Linked DNA regions of Sus scrofa: region 2 is linked to region 1. Evidence: chromatin contacts called from public Hi-C data. All regions are on one chromosome and are shown on one strand. Each heading gives the region's core, a stretch centred on a gene start, on an enhancer-like site or on the middle of the called end of the contact. The rest is flanking DNA. Distances are from core to core; before and after follow the strand shown. Region 1 holds the start of MED1 (mediator of RNA polymerase II transcription subunit 1). Region 2 holds the start of PIP4K2B (phosphatidylinositol 5-phosphate 4-kinase type-2 beta).

What was found. Hi-C and Micro-C count contacts between places; a contact is called where the count stands out from the background.
Region 2: a contact with region 1 is called in a Hi-C map of liver, with 4 times the contacts expected there. The contact joins the promoter of PIP4K2B here to the promoter of MED1 in region 1. A contact is called at or near these places in 2 of 47 Hi-C or Micro-C datasets (heart right ventricle and liver).

Annotation. Positions count from the first base shown.
Region 1 is chr12:22,829,085-22,835,119 of Sscrofa11.1, reverse strand. MED1 (mediator of RNA polymerase II transcription subunit 1) reads right to left here and starts at 4,715. Exons shown (of 20, transcript XM_021067050.1): 1 at 4,601-4,715. CDK12 (cyclin-dependent kinase 12) reads left to right here and starts at 3,725. Exons shown (of 18, transcript XR_002337130.1): 1 at 3,725-5,404.
Region 2 is chr12:23,314,582-23,320,194 of Sscrofa11.1, reverse strand. It overlaps PIP4K2B (phosphatidylinositol 5-phosphate 4-kinase type-2 beta), which reads right to left and starts at 3,082. Exons shown (of 10, transcript XM_021067062.1): 1 at 2,738-3,082. The coding sequence starts at 2,896. It overlaps CWC25 (CWC25 spliceosome associated protein homolog), which reads right to left. Exons shown (of 10, transcript NM_001244652.1): 10 at 4,750-5,386. The coding sequence ends at 5,272.

The sequences.
Region 1 (6,035 bases), core at 3,466-5,965:
AACCTCCATATGCCACAGGTGCAGCCCTGAAGAGACAAAAGACAAACAAGAAAAGCATTGGAGTTCCTGCTGTGGCTCAGTGGAAATGAACCTGACTAATATGCACGAGGATGTGGGTTCAGTCTCTGCCTCTCTCAGTGGGTTAAAGACCCGGTGTTGCTGCAAGTTGTGTGAATTTCCATATGCCGCACCTGTGGGCCTAAAAAAAAAACCCATGAAACAAGCATTCAGGGTACACATAATTTTCATGTGTGATAAGGGAAGGACAACGGACAAATTTTAAATGACTAAGCTTTGAGGGAGACTTCAGAGGATTCTTGAAACCTAAAATCTAAACTAACAAACTGGGAATTCCCATTGTGGCTCAGTGGTAACAAACCCAGCTAGTATCCAAGAGGATGCAAGTTTGATCACTGGCCTTGTTCAGTGGGTTAAAGGATCCAGTGTTGCCATGAGCTCTGTGTAGGTTGTAGGTGCTGTTCAGATCTGGCATTGCTGTGGCTGTGGTGTAGGCTGGCAGTTGCAGTCTGATTCGACCTCTAGCAGCCTGAGAACTTCCATGTCCCACAGGTGTGGCCCTGAGGAAAAAAAAAAAAAAGGAAATAAAGTTTCTGGAGTTCCTGCTGTGGTGCTGTAGGTTTAAGGATCTGCAGCGGCTCAAGTTTTGGCTGAGGCATGAATTGGATCCCCAACCCAGCATGGTGGGTCCATTATTCCTGGAGCTGTGGCTTGGATTCAAGTCCCTGGCCCAGGAACTTCCATATGCTATGGGTGCAGCAGAAAAGAAAAAAACAAAACAAAACAAACCAACACACGCACAAAAAGAAAGTTTCCACTTCTGGAATGATGAATTAATTTGGATGATGAACTTATTTTTTTCATATTTTGGCCACCCCCCTGGGGCATATGGAGCTCCCAGGATAGGGATCAGATCCGAGCCACAGTTGTGTCTCTGGGACAACACTGGATCTTTAACCCACTCTGTGGGGTCAGGGGTTGAATCTGTGTTCCAGTGCTCCTGAGTGATGACGGATCTCGTTGCACTTCAGCAGGAGCTCATGGGTGATGAATTTTATTTTTCAAGATTTGACACATAATCACAATTCCATCTGCTGCTTCTGCTTTTTTGGGGGGGGTATTTTTAGGGCATATGGAGGTTCCCAGGCTAGGGGTCAAATTGGAGCTGCAGCTGCCCACCTATGCCACAGCCATGGCAATGCCGGATCCCAGCTGCCTCTTCGACCTACACCACATCTCACAGCAATGCCAGATCCTTAACCCACTGAGCAAAGCCAGGGACTGAACCTGCGTCCTCGTGGATGCTAATCAGGTTTAAGTGCAGAGCCACAGAGGGAACTCCACAATTCCATCTTCTGCCCCCCTTTTCTATTTTACTGTGGATTGTGGGTGCACTCTGTGTCAAAAATTGATCTTATTTATTTATTATTTTTGGCCACACCTGAAGCATATGGAAGTTCCCAGGCCAGGGATTGAATCCTAGCCACAGCTGTGGCAATGCCAGATCCTTAACCTGAGAGGCCACAGCTGGAGCTTTATGATCTCATTTAAAAGATAGGAAAAGAATGGGAATAATTTTGGTGAACTCATGCCAATGTTTAATAAAGTAGGCCAGTCATTTAATCTAATTATCCATTAAGTCCCATGACATCTGCCATTATGTCAGACACTGGTGGAGACATTTACATCCAGGCCTTCTTGCAGCAATAAATTGGGAGTTACCACACTTGAGTTCCAGTACTTATTTCTTTTTTTCTTGATAGTATTAATTTTACTTCCATAGATTATTTAAAAGTTGTCATGAAAAAGTTTTTTTTTTTTATCAAGATATGTGGACTTAAACATTTAGGTAAAATTTTTTTGGTACTCATGTAATCCAAGCAATATGAACACCTCCAGGGAGTGATTTTGAGAGTCAGCTTTTCTGCCTTCATTCAAAATGTTTTCTGGCTTCTAACCTACTGGCTGGTGTTCCCCTCTTTGCATATACAAATCCTATGTACTCTTCCTGGGCCAACTCAAATGTCCCATTTTTTTTTCTTGTTTAGCCACCTCATCAAATAGAGTTCCCAGACCAAGGATCAGATCCCTGCCACAGTTGCAACCTATCATAAGAAGCAGTGCTAGATCAGTATGCCAGGCAGGGGATTGAACCTGTGTCCTGATGCTGCACAGACACCACCAATCTGGTTGCACCCCAGAGGTAACTCCTAAATGTCCTACTTCTTTGTTGGGGGGGAATCTTTTTAGAGCTACACCCATGGCATATGGAAGTTCCCAGGCTAGGGGTCCAATTGGAGCTGTAGCCGCTGGCCCATGCCACAGCCACAGCATCGCCAGATCCGAGCCGGGTCTGCGACCTACCCAGCTCGTGGCAATGCTGGATTCTTAACCCACTGAGCGAGGCCAGGGATAGAACCCCTAACCTCATCGTTCCTAGTTGGATTGTTTCCGCTGTGCCATGATGGGAACTCCCTAAATGTCCTACTTTTATAATGCTTTCTTTTATCACTCCTAATCTCCTTTTGAAACTTCACACTGCTGTTTATCATTCTTATATTCTTCGAACATTTATCACATTATTATTATTATTATTTTGCATTCCAGTAGCATGTGGAAGTTTTTGGGCTAGAGATTGAACCCTTGCTATAGCAGCGATCTGAGTCACTGCAGTGACAATGCCAGGTCCTAAAGCCACTGCACCACAAGGGAACATATCACCTAATATCTTCTTGTGTATGAGTACATTGTCCATATTCTACTTGAGGACCCTCAGTGGCACTGTTACACAGAGAAGGAACTTTGTCTTACAGATACATGTTTACTGAAGTAAACAATGAGAAAGCCTGGACAAGTCACTTAGCTTCCCTGTGCCTTAGTCTTCTCACTATCACAACCCTATTTCAGAGGAAAGTTGTGAAGATGGAATGAGTTAATATGTGCTAAGGAGTTTTGAAAAATAAAAAGGAAGGGAAGTGTAAGATTTTTGTCTCGTTCATGAATATTATGCTTTGCTTGTTTGTAATTATAATCCTCTGTGAAAATAAAAGGCTAAATGATTCCTAAAGAGTCATAAGATGATCTCAAGAGGTGATGAGCATTCAAGTCTTTAAGCAGTTGAAAGGGTTAGTGCCACACAATGAAAGAGCTTGTAGTATAGTGTCGGACAAGAATTTGAATCTCTTTTTTTGGCCCTTGATGGACCAACTTTGTCACCTTGAGTGAGTTATTTAGCTCTTCTGAGACTGGGTTTCCTTATCGGTAAAATAGGGATAAGGAAATCGTGTTTTGCAGGGTAGTATGAGAAATAGAGAATTAGAGATAATGCACGTAGTAGTATATACAAGTGGGAAGAATTGTTAACACTTAGGGACTTGGGTTGAAATGTCCTCACATTTGTCCTTTGTTCTGTTGACATTATTTTCATCCTGGTACTTGAGAGTTGTTACAAAGCATGCAAAAATTAGTTTGCGCTGGCGCCTGAGAACACGTTTTTGTTCAATGAGTTATTAATAAAGTTTTGAATTTAAAAGATCATCCTAGACCCAATAAAGCTTTGCTCGAATGGGAAGCCGGGATCTTATCGCGAGAATCTGGCGGAACGCGTTTCTGGCCGGGGACCTGCTCTCGCGTTGTTTGAGCAAGCAGCCGCGAGAGGTGAACGAGAAGCACGAAGTACCGCGAGAGTTGGGCATATTCTCGCGATACTTCTCGGGATTACCCCCCTCCCCCCGCTCCTCCAAGTGCCGTTTCGGTTTAACCTAGTGTGTGACTGTGAGTCTGTGTGAGGGAGCGAGTGAGTGTGTGAGGTATTGAGGTGAGGCGGAAGCTAGAAACGGGGCTCCCTCAAGAGCGAGGGACAAAGGGGGTGTGAGGCGCCTAGGTCGCGGGACCCCAGCGACAGGAAGCCGCCCCGAGCCGGGCTACCGGGTAGGGGAAGGGCCCGCGCAGTCCTCACAGGGCCCCAGAGCCCGAGTCGGCCCCACAGCCCCGGGCCGCCGGCTTCCTACTTCCTCGACCTCCTTCCTGGGCGCCTAGGCCTGAGGATTGGCTCGGCTGGAGTTGGAGGGGAAACAGACTCGAGCGGCAGTCCGTTGTCTCACAACTCCACTGCTGAGGAACTCTCATTTCTTCTCTGGCTCCTTCACCCCCTACCTCATGTAGGAGGGTGCTGAGGAGTCGGGAGGGAGGAGGAGCCTGGGCTACCGTCCCTTCCCTCCCCACCCCCTTGTAGGGGTGATTTTGTAGGCGTGGGGCTGGGGTTGGGGGGGAGGGTGGGGGTTACTTTTTGGAGTGCTGGGGAACTTTTTCCCCTTTTTGAGGCCTGGGGAAAGGGAATGCCCAATCCAGAGAGACATGGGGGCAAGAAGGACGGGAGCGGAGGAGCTTCTGGAACTTTGCAGCCGTCATCGGGAGGTGGCAGCTCCAACAGCAGAGAGCGTCACCGCTTGGTGTCGAAGCACAAGCGGCATAAGTCCAAGCACTCCAAAGACATGGGGTTGGTGACCCCCGAAGCAGCACCTTTGGGTACAATTATCAAACCTTTGGTGGAGTATGATGACATTAGCTCAGATTCTGATACCTTCTCTGACGACATGGCCTTCAAACTGGACAGGAGGGAGAATGATGAACGTCGCGGGACTGATCGGAGTGACCGACTGCACAAACACCGTCACCATCAGCACAGACGTTCCCGGGACTTACTAAAAACTAAACAGACAGAGAAAGAAAAAAACCTGGAAACCTTTAGCAAGTCGGGATCGATGAAGGACCGGGTATCAGGAACTTCGAAGCGTTCAAATGAGGAGAATGATGACCATGGGAAGGCGCAGATCTCCAAAAGCAGCAGCAACAAGGAATCCAGGTCATCCAAACTCCATAAGGAGAAGACCCGGAAAGAACGTGAGTTGAAGTCTGGGCACAAAGACCGGAGTAAAAGTCATCGGAAAAGGGAAACACCCAAAAGTTACAAAACAGTGGACAGCCCCAAACGGAGGTCCAGGAGTCCCCACCGGAAATGGTTGGATAGCCCCAAGCAAGATGATAGCCCGTCAGGAGCTTCTTATGGCCAAGATTATGACCTTAGTCCCCCAAGATCTCACACTTCTAGCAATTATGACTCCTACAAGAAGAGTCCGGGAAGTACCTCAAGAAGGCAGTCCGTCAGCCCACCTTACAAGGAGCCTTCGGCCTACCAATCCAGCACCCGGTCACCCAGTCCCTACAGTAGAAGACAGAGGTCCGTGAGTCCCTATAGCCGGCGACGTTCATCCAGCTATGAAAGGAGTGGCTCTTACAGTGGGAGATCACCAAGCCCTTACGGTCGAAGGCGGTCCAGCAGCCCATTCCTGAGCAAGCGGTCTCTGAGCCGGAGTCCTCTCCCCAGGTGAGCTGTTTGTCTTGTCTAACAGTCCTTTCTTTCTTACGGTGGGTTGTGAGGAGCTATTAGAGAAGTTAACATTCTGTTGAAGTTCCCGGTATTGATCATTGACTAGAACACTTGGCTTCACTAGTCATCATGTAGGTGAGTCTGGTCTCTTCTTAACCCAGAATTGGAGAGGTGGAGGAGTATTCACATGCCTACTGCTGCTAAAGGTAGGTACTTCCAGTGGTGGGATCTTCAGCTGTAAGCGTCTGTGAGTAAAATCATAGGCTTCTGCTTACTTCATTGCATCGGATTGATACTGGTTCCCAGCTATTTGGGTTGCCTTGTCTTAAAATTTTAAAAATCACTTTAGTATTAGTGCTTTAGGCTTCATTGAGCCTGATTAAAAAGAAGTAAGAAGTTACAAATTTTCATTTGTATTGTCTCAAGGCTGTTTGCCTAGGTCATCTATCATTTGTGTTATCCACTGAGTCTCCAAACCCATAAGTTTATTTCCTAATTGATAATTTTTTGATAACTTATACAGGACTCCTATCTTCTTTTATCTGATGTTTCTAGTGAAAATTCAGCCGATTAGTCCTTTTCCCTCTGATGGTATAGCTTAACAGAAATTGGTTCCAAAGATAATTTG
Region 2 (5,613 bases), core at 1,833-4,332, 490 kb before region 1:
CTATTCCTTCTGATCACCTGCGTGAGGCTTCATACACACCTGGTTCCTAGAATGGCCAACAGGGTACCCGCCAGGTCTGCCCCCTCTGGTCTCCATCCCCCTCTCGGAGGCCATCTCTTCCCTAACTCCAGAACCTCCGCACCACGGAAACACTGGTTTTCTCTCGTTATCAGTTCGCCCCTGACAGATCCAGAGTCTGATTTTTCTCTCTGTACAGCCTTCCTCTACCAAGTCCATGGACTGCAGCTGTCACGACGCTGAGTTCAAAGACCTCTCTTTCTCTGCTCAGAAGGAAATCAACCACCTCATGAGAGGGTATGTAATTGACTTGAGCTCCAGATAAAGACACATCCATCCTCCACGTCTCATACACCGTCAGCCATAGACCATCGTGGCCTACGTGCTTAAATCAGCAAGAAACTGAATAATCCAAGAAAAGGTGATATCCGAAACCTCAGACTGCGAAAGGTGGCAGAAGCTGGCTTCGGAAGGGAGGTCGCCTCCAAGAAAGGCTATCGATACCAGAACAATGTGGCCCTCGCTCTCCTGGGAACTGCACGATCTTATAATCTTCTGGGGAGATGTTTCATTTCCCGGATGGGGACCCTGAAGTACTAGACCTTGTGGCAGGCCCAGAGGAAGCAATAGAATTGTTGCCTAGCTGATGTCCAGACCTCGGCCGGTCCAGGGCAGTCATGTCCAGTGCGTTTCCCCGGAGGTGCTCGCTCATTATGTCCAGAGGTACGGGTCTTGCTTAAAGTCAATACCTTTCCAGCTGGCTCTCAAACTTGCTTAAAGTGAGCAGCGAAAGAGGGTGATACCTATCTCTCCATCTACCATTCAGAGACTCACTGCCTGCCTAACAGAAAACCAAGCACCACACACTCCTGGGAACTAGCAGGCGCAGGCACACACACCTGTCCTGGCCCTGGGCTGAGAGGCAGGGCAAGGAAAGGAAGCAAAGAAAATGAGACCTGCCATTCAAGCACCATCATGTGCCAACACAGCCCAACATACTGCACTGACAATGGGCTGCATGTCTTGTTGTGACCACAGACAACCTAATAATCCTCCACCCAGGGCCTCCACTCCTTCAGGTATAAAACAAGGGACCCAGAGTCCTCTTCTGACAAGTTGTCATATTCCTGACTCTCAGGCCTCTAACCAATGCTCTATACAGACAGGATGCTTTCTAGTGAGAAGCCAGCTGCACGACAAAACCAAGGATTGATTTCCAGGCAGGGACACCGGGTTCACATGTTGATGACCCAGTTTTCCCTGCAATATTGTCAGATGACCCCCAAGGCAGCAGGAAGCAAGAGGGACAAACTCTGCTGGACTCGTGAATCAAAGCAGCTCCCAGAGGTCTAGATGTTACACCAGCGGTTCTCCCTACCCTAGCCAGGACCCTCACCTTAGTGAAGTTACTGAACCGGCCCAAGACCATGAAATCAACAAAGACCTCACCAGACACACGGTGCCTTTCTGCAGTAGAGGTAAAGATCTAAAACCCCGGCTGAGACTACAGTTTATCAATCTCCAGCCGACGGCTCTTCTTGTAAAGCAAAGCTCAAAGTCTTGCTGGCCCTGGGCTCCTCTGTCATCAGTTGGTCTTGTGGGCAATTTCAAGTGCTCCGAAAAGTCACGGAGCCTAAAGAACTGATATCCACAAGAAACTCCAGCCATTAGCTTCACTTTCTTCATTCCAAACTTTGAATTGGTGCAGTTGGTATTTCGGGTTTTTTAACTTCCTCTGCTCATTTCTGGAAGTAAGGACGCACAATGAAATGCAAGAAACAAGTAGTTGGAAGAGAAAGAAAGACCCCAAACAAACAGGACCGACACAAAGTCCTCTAACTCAAATACTGGGCAGGGCCCCAACTTTCTAACGGGAGCAGTTGGACAATCTCAAAGAAGCCCAAGGACCCAAAGAACCTCTCTCTCATCATAATCACTATCCATTACCACACTCTCCCGACCACACAATAGAAAGCGCAGTAACTGAAAAGTCAACATCTTTGACACGATCGCCATAGAATTCAGGAAGATGCGTTATTCCTACTATGAACAGTCCTCAAAAGCAGGCCTCACCTTCTCTAATGGTTATTCCCCCTTCTCTCTAACCCAGGAAGACCCTGATCTGTGGCCCAAGGAAGCCAGTGCTTCTCCAGTTGATACATCTTGTTCGAGAAGAAAAGAAACCCGAGGAGGATTTCCAGGCAGGGGTAAAGAGGTCTGGAGGATGGGGAAACCTTGAGCAGCCACATCAAACGACCAGAAACGGAGGACTATTCAGGTAGGCCAATGCCACCTGCCCTGTCAACTGGACAGTGAGCTAGGCAGCCAATTATAAGGAAGAAGGGGGAGAACAAATGCAACAAACGGGGTGAGGTGAGAGGAGAGGATGATAGCCATTCCACCCCACCCAGGCCTTCCCTCTGCGCTCCAGGGGCTGCCCGCTGCCAGACGCAGGAAGCTTGAGGGGCTGGAGGGAAGGGGAGGACGCGACGGCACACCACCGTCGGAGGCACCAGGCCTCGCGTGGCGTGCAGGGAGGCACACCCGGCCGGGATGGCGTGCAAGGGCGGGGTGGGCGTGCAAGTGGCTTGTCGAGGGGGTGCACGCGTTACTGGCAGGGCCGGCCAGGCGAGGGCCCGGGGCGGCTGGGGGCGGGTGGGGGAGGCGTGAGCGCGCACGGGGCCGCGCTCGGAGGGGCGCGCGCGGGGGAGCTGGTTACCGTGTGGTTCACCCCCCACATCAGAACGCTGAGGATCGGCTCGCTGGCCCGGAATAGCTTCACTTTCTGGCACACGAAATGCTTCTTCTTGGTCTTGGTCTTGCTGGCGCTGAGCGGCGCCACCGCCACCGCCGTGGTGCTGGTGCAGTTGGACGACATGCCCGGGGCGGCGGCGGCGGCGGCGGCGAAAGGGGGGGCGACCGAGACGGCGCACAAGCCAGCGGCCCCAGGCCTCCCCCAGACCGATCCCCACCCCCGCTCCCTCACCGCGCCATGGTCGCGCCCGTCCCGTTACCTCCCCACCCCGCCCCGGTGGTTCCGTCCTCCCCACGCTCCGCCCTCTCTGCCCCGCCCCGCCCCGCCCCGCCCCAGGGAGCCCGCCCGCCCGCTCCGCACCCCGCCCCCAGGCGGTACAGCTGCCCAGCCGCCACCGGGCCCTCTCCTCCCTGCCTGGGTGGTACCGCCCACCCCGGGGAGGCAGCGGCCGCCCGGCCCGCCCCTCCTCCCCGGGCCTGACAGGAACGGGGCCGGCCTCCGCGTGCCTCAGAATCCCGCGCCCGAGCAGGGAGGGGAGGAGGACTGGGTAGGTCTCGCTGTCTACCGCGGGAGGGTCTCCCTGTCCGGGCCCACCAAAGCCAGGGTTTGGCTTTTTCCTCAACCTGACGTGCCAAGATGGCGGCAGCGCCACGGCTCCGGAGGGGAGGAGGGGCGGGAATGCGGGGGTGGGACGTACCATCCCCACCCCGGGGGAGAGAGAAGGAACACTGCGAGGGGAAAAGAAGGTCCTGCCCGGAAAGGCAAGGAACGCCCCCTCGCTCCACCCAAGCGTGGATTTTCCCACTCCTCTGGACCCCGGGGATGCACGCCACCCGCGGGACACGCCCCCTCCCCCCAGGGCCAATGAGAGGAGCCAGCCGGGAGCCTTGGGTTTTATGAATGGGTCCCGCTCCCACCCACCGGCCGCCGGCCTCCTCCCGCCAAAGGCTCGGGGTAAGGTGCAGGCTGGCACCTTAAGACACCTATCCTTCAGCAGAAAATTATAATCTTCTTACTCTCTGGCCCACTTGATGAGACCTTTGAGTAAACCGCCCACGCTTTGTTACATAATTCCTCTCGAACTGAGACTCCACATATTGGATACAAATTGCGGATCAATATTGCTCTGTATCGGAATCTGGAATTCGGTACTCACCCTAAGTTGCTCTTTACACAGTTAGGAAAAAAATAAATGTGGTCTTTATTACCAAGTAATAAAAGACATAATTAACCCTGGCAGGATAAGGTGATGAAATGAATGACAAGTGTATGTCACCTTCTCTCTGGAGAAAAACTGAGTTTTAAGCATGATAGTTTCTGGAATCGTAAGTGTTCAAAAATATAAACCCAGATTCGTTCTAGGCAGAATTAGGAATCAGCAGAACAAGGAACTAGAGCAGCTAATGTGTGGGTCAGCAGTGCCTAGGACCTCCTGGATGGAGTGAGAGCCTCTGGTGAAAGAAGTAAAGGGAAAGGGGTAGAGATAGGAGACTGGTCCCATGAGTTTGGGTGGTTTTTGTTTTTTTGTTTTAATACCTGACTAAAAAATAATAGCAAACAACACCTGAAAATCTAGAATTGTAATAAGATTACTACATGATAAAAGGGAAGCCATGAAATAAACAGCTTCCATTTTATTTTCTTTTAAGAGCCAAGGAGTATACTGGCAGTTTGGTCCTGACTCCTAAAATCATCTGACTTCAACACTGCACTGCCCACACTGCAGACTCTAAGCAGTGTAAAAGGATTGATACCCTACGTCCTATCAATAAACCCAGGCCCCTCCAAAACTAGCCAGATTCAAAGAGGAAAGAAAAGCTGACCTGCCTTACTGTGTTACTGGATGACAAGATACAGTGTGGTCCTATTACATAGTAAAGTCACTTACCAAACAAGATCTTCTCACAAAGCTAACTTCTTTTTTTAAAAGCATGAAAAAATATACATTTGTACATATACACACTATGCTTTACAGCTGGAGAAAAAGTCCAAATACTTCAATAGTTCATTTACAGGGCTTTTCTGCATTGTTTTCCCTTCCAGATTCTTTGTCACTCCCTGGGCTCTACCTGAGTGGCTTTGGGGAGAGAGGCTTCCAAAAGGTCCGGTCTATACTGAGGTGGTAGTATAGGGGTGTTCACACAGGTGGAGGGAAGAGGAATAAAAAGTACCCTGACCATGGGGAGCAGGCTTCCAGAGCAACATGAGTGCTCACCCCGAGATGCTCCAGTGCCCATCCACTAAAAAAAAAAAAAAAACAAAAAAAAGTTAACATCTGCTCTGCACCCAGCAAAAGTTACCGAGGGTCCCATAGAGCAAGTCACACGGGTTCTCAAAAGAAATGGGCTGTTTCTGCGATCCACGGGGGACAGTCACTTTGAACAGTGGTGGTTTGACATCTGTGGAAGAAGCCATTTGAACTCTTATAAAGAGAATTTGTAAGGGGTCAGCAGCCTCCCTGAAAACTTCAGGAAAACCAGCAAGACAGGCGATGGCTTTCATCTTTTCATAAAGTTCTTCTCCAGAGCTACTGAGGTCCTCTGCAGGGAATAAATATTCCGCTTCACCCGATCTTCCAGAGAGGAGGTAGATGCGCTCTCTAGCTTCATGCGGCTAGGAAGAGAGGACAGGTGACAGTAAGTAACAAGCATCTGTCGCCCGGTCAACCATCTGGCAGAATTAGAACAGGCTGTGAGCTGTAAAGCAGCTGTAGGAACACAAGCTCTATTAAGCCTACATAGGAGTTCCCGTTGTGGTGCAGTGGAAACAAATCGGACTAGGAACCTTGAGGTTGCGGATTCAATCCCTGGCCTCGCTCAGTGGGTTAAGGATCCGGCATT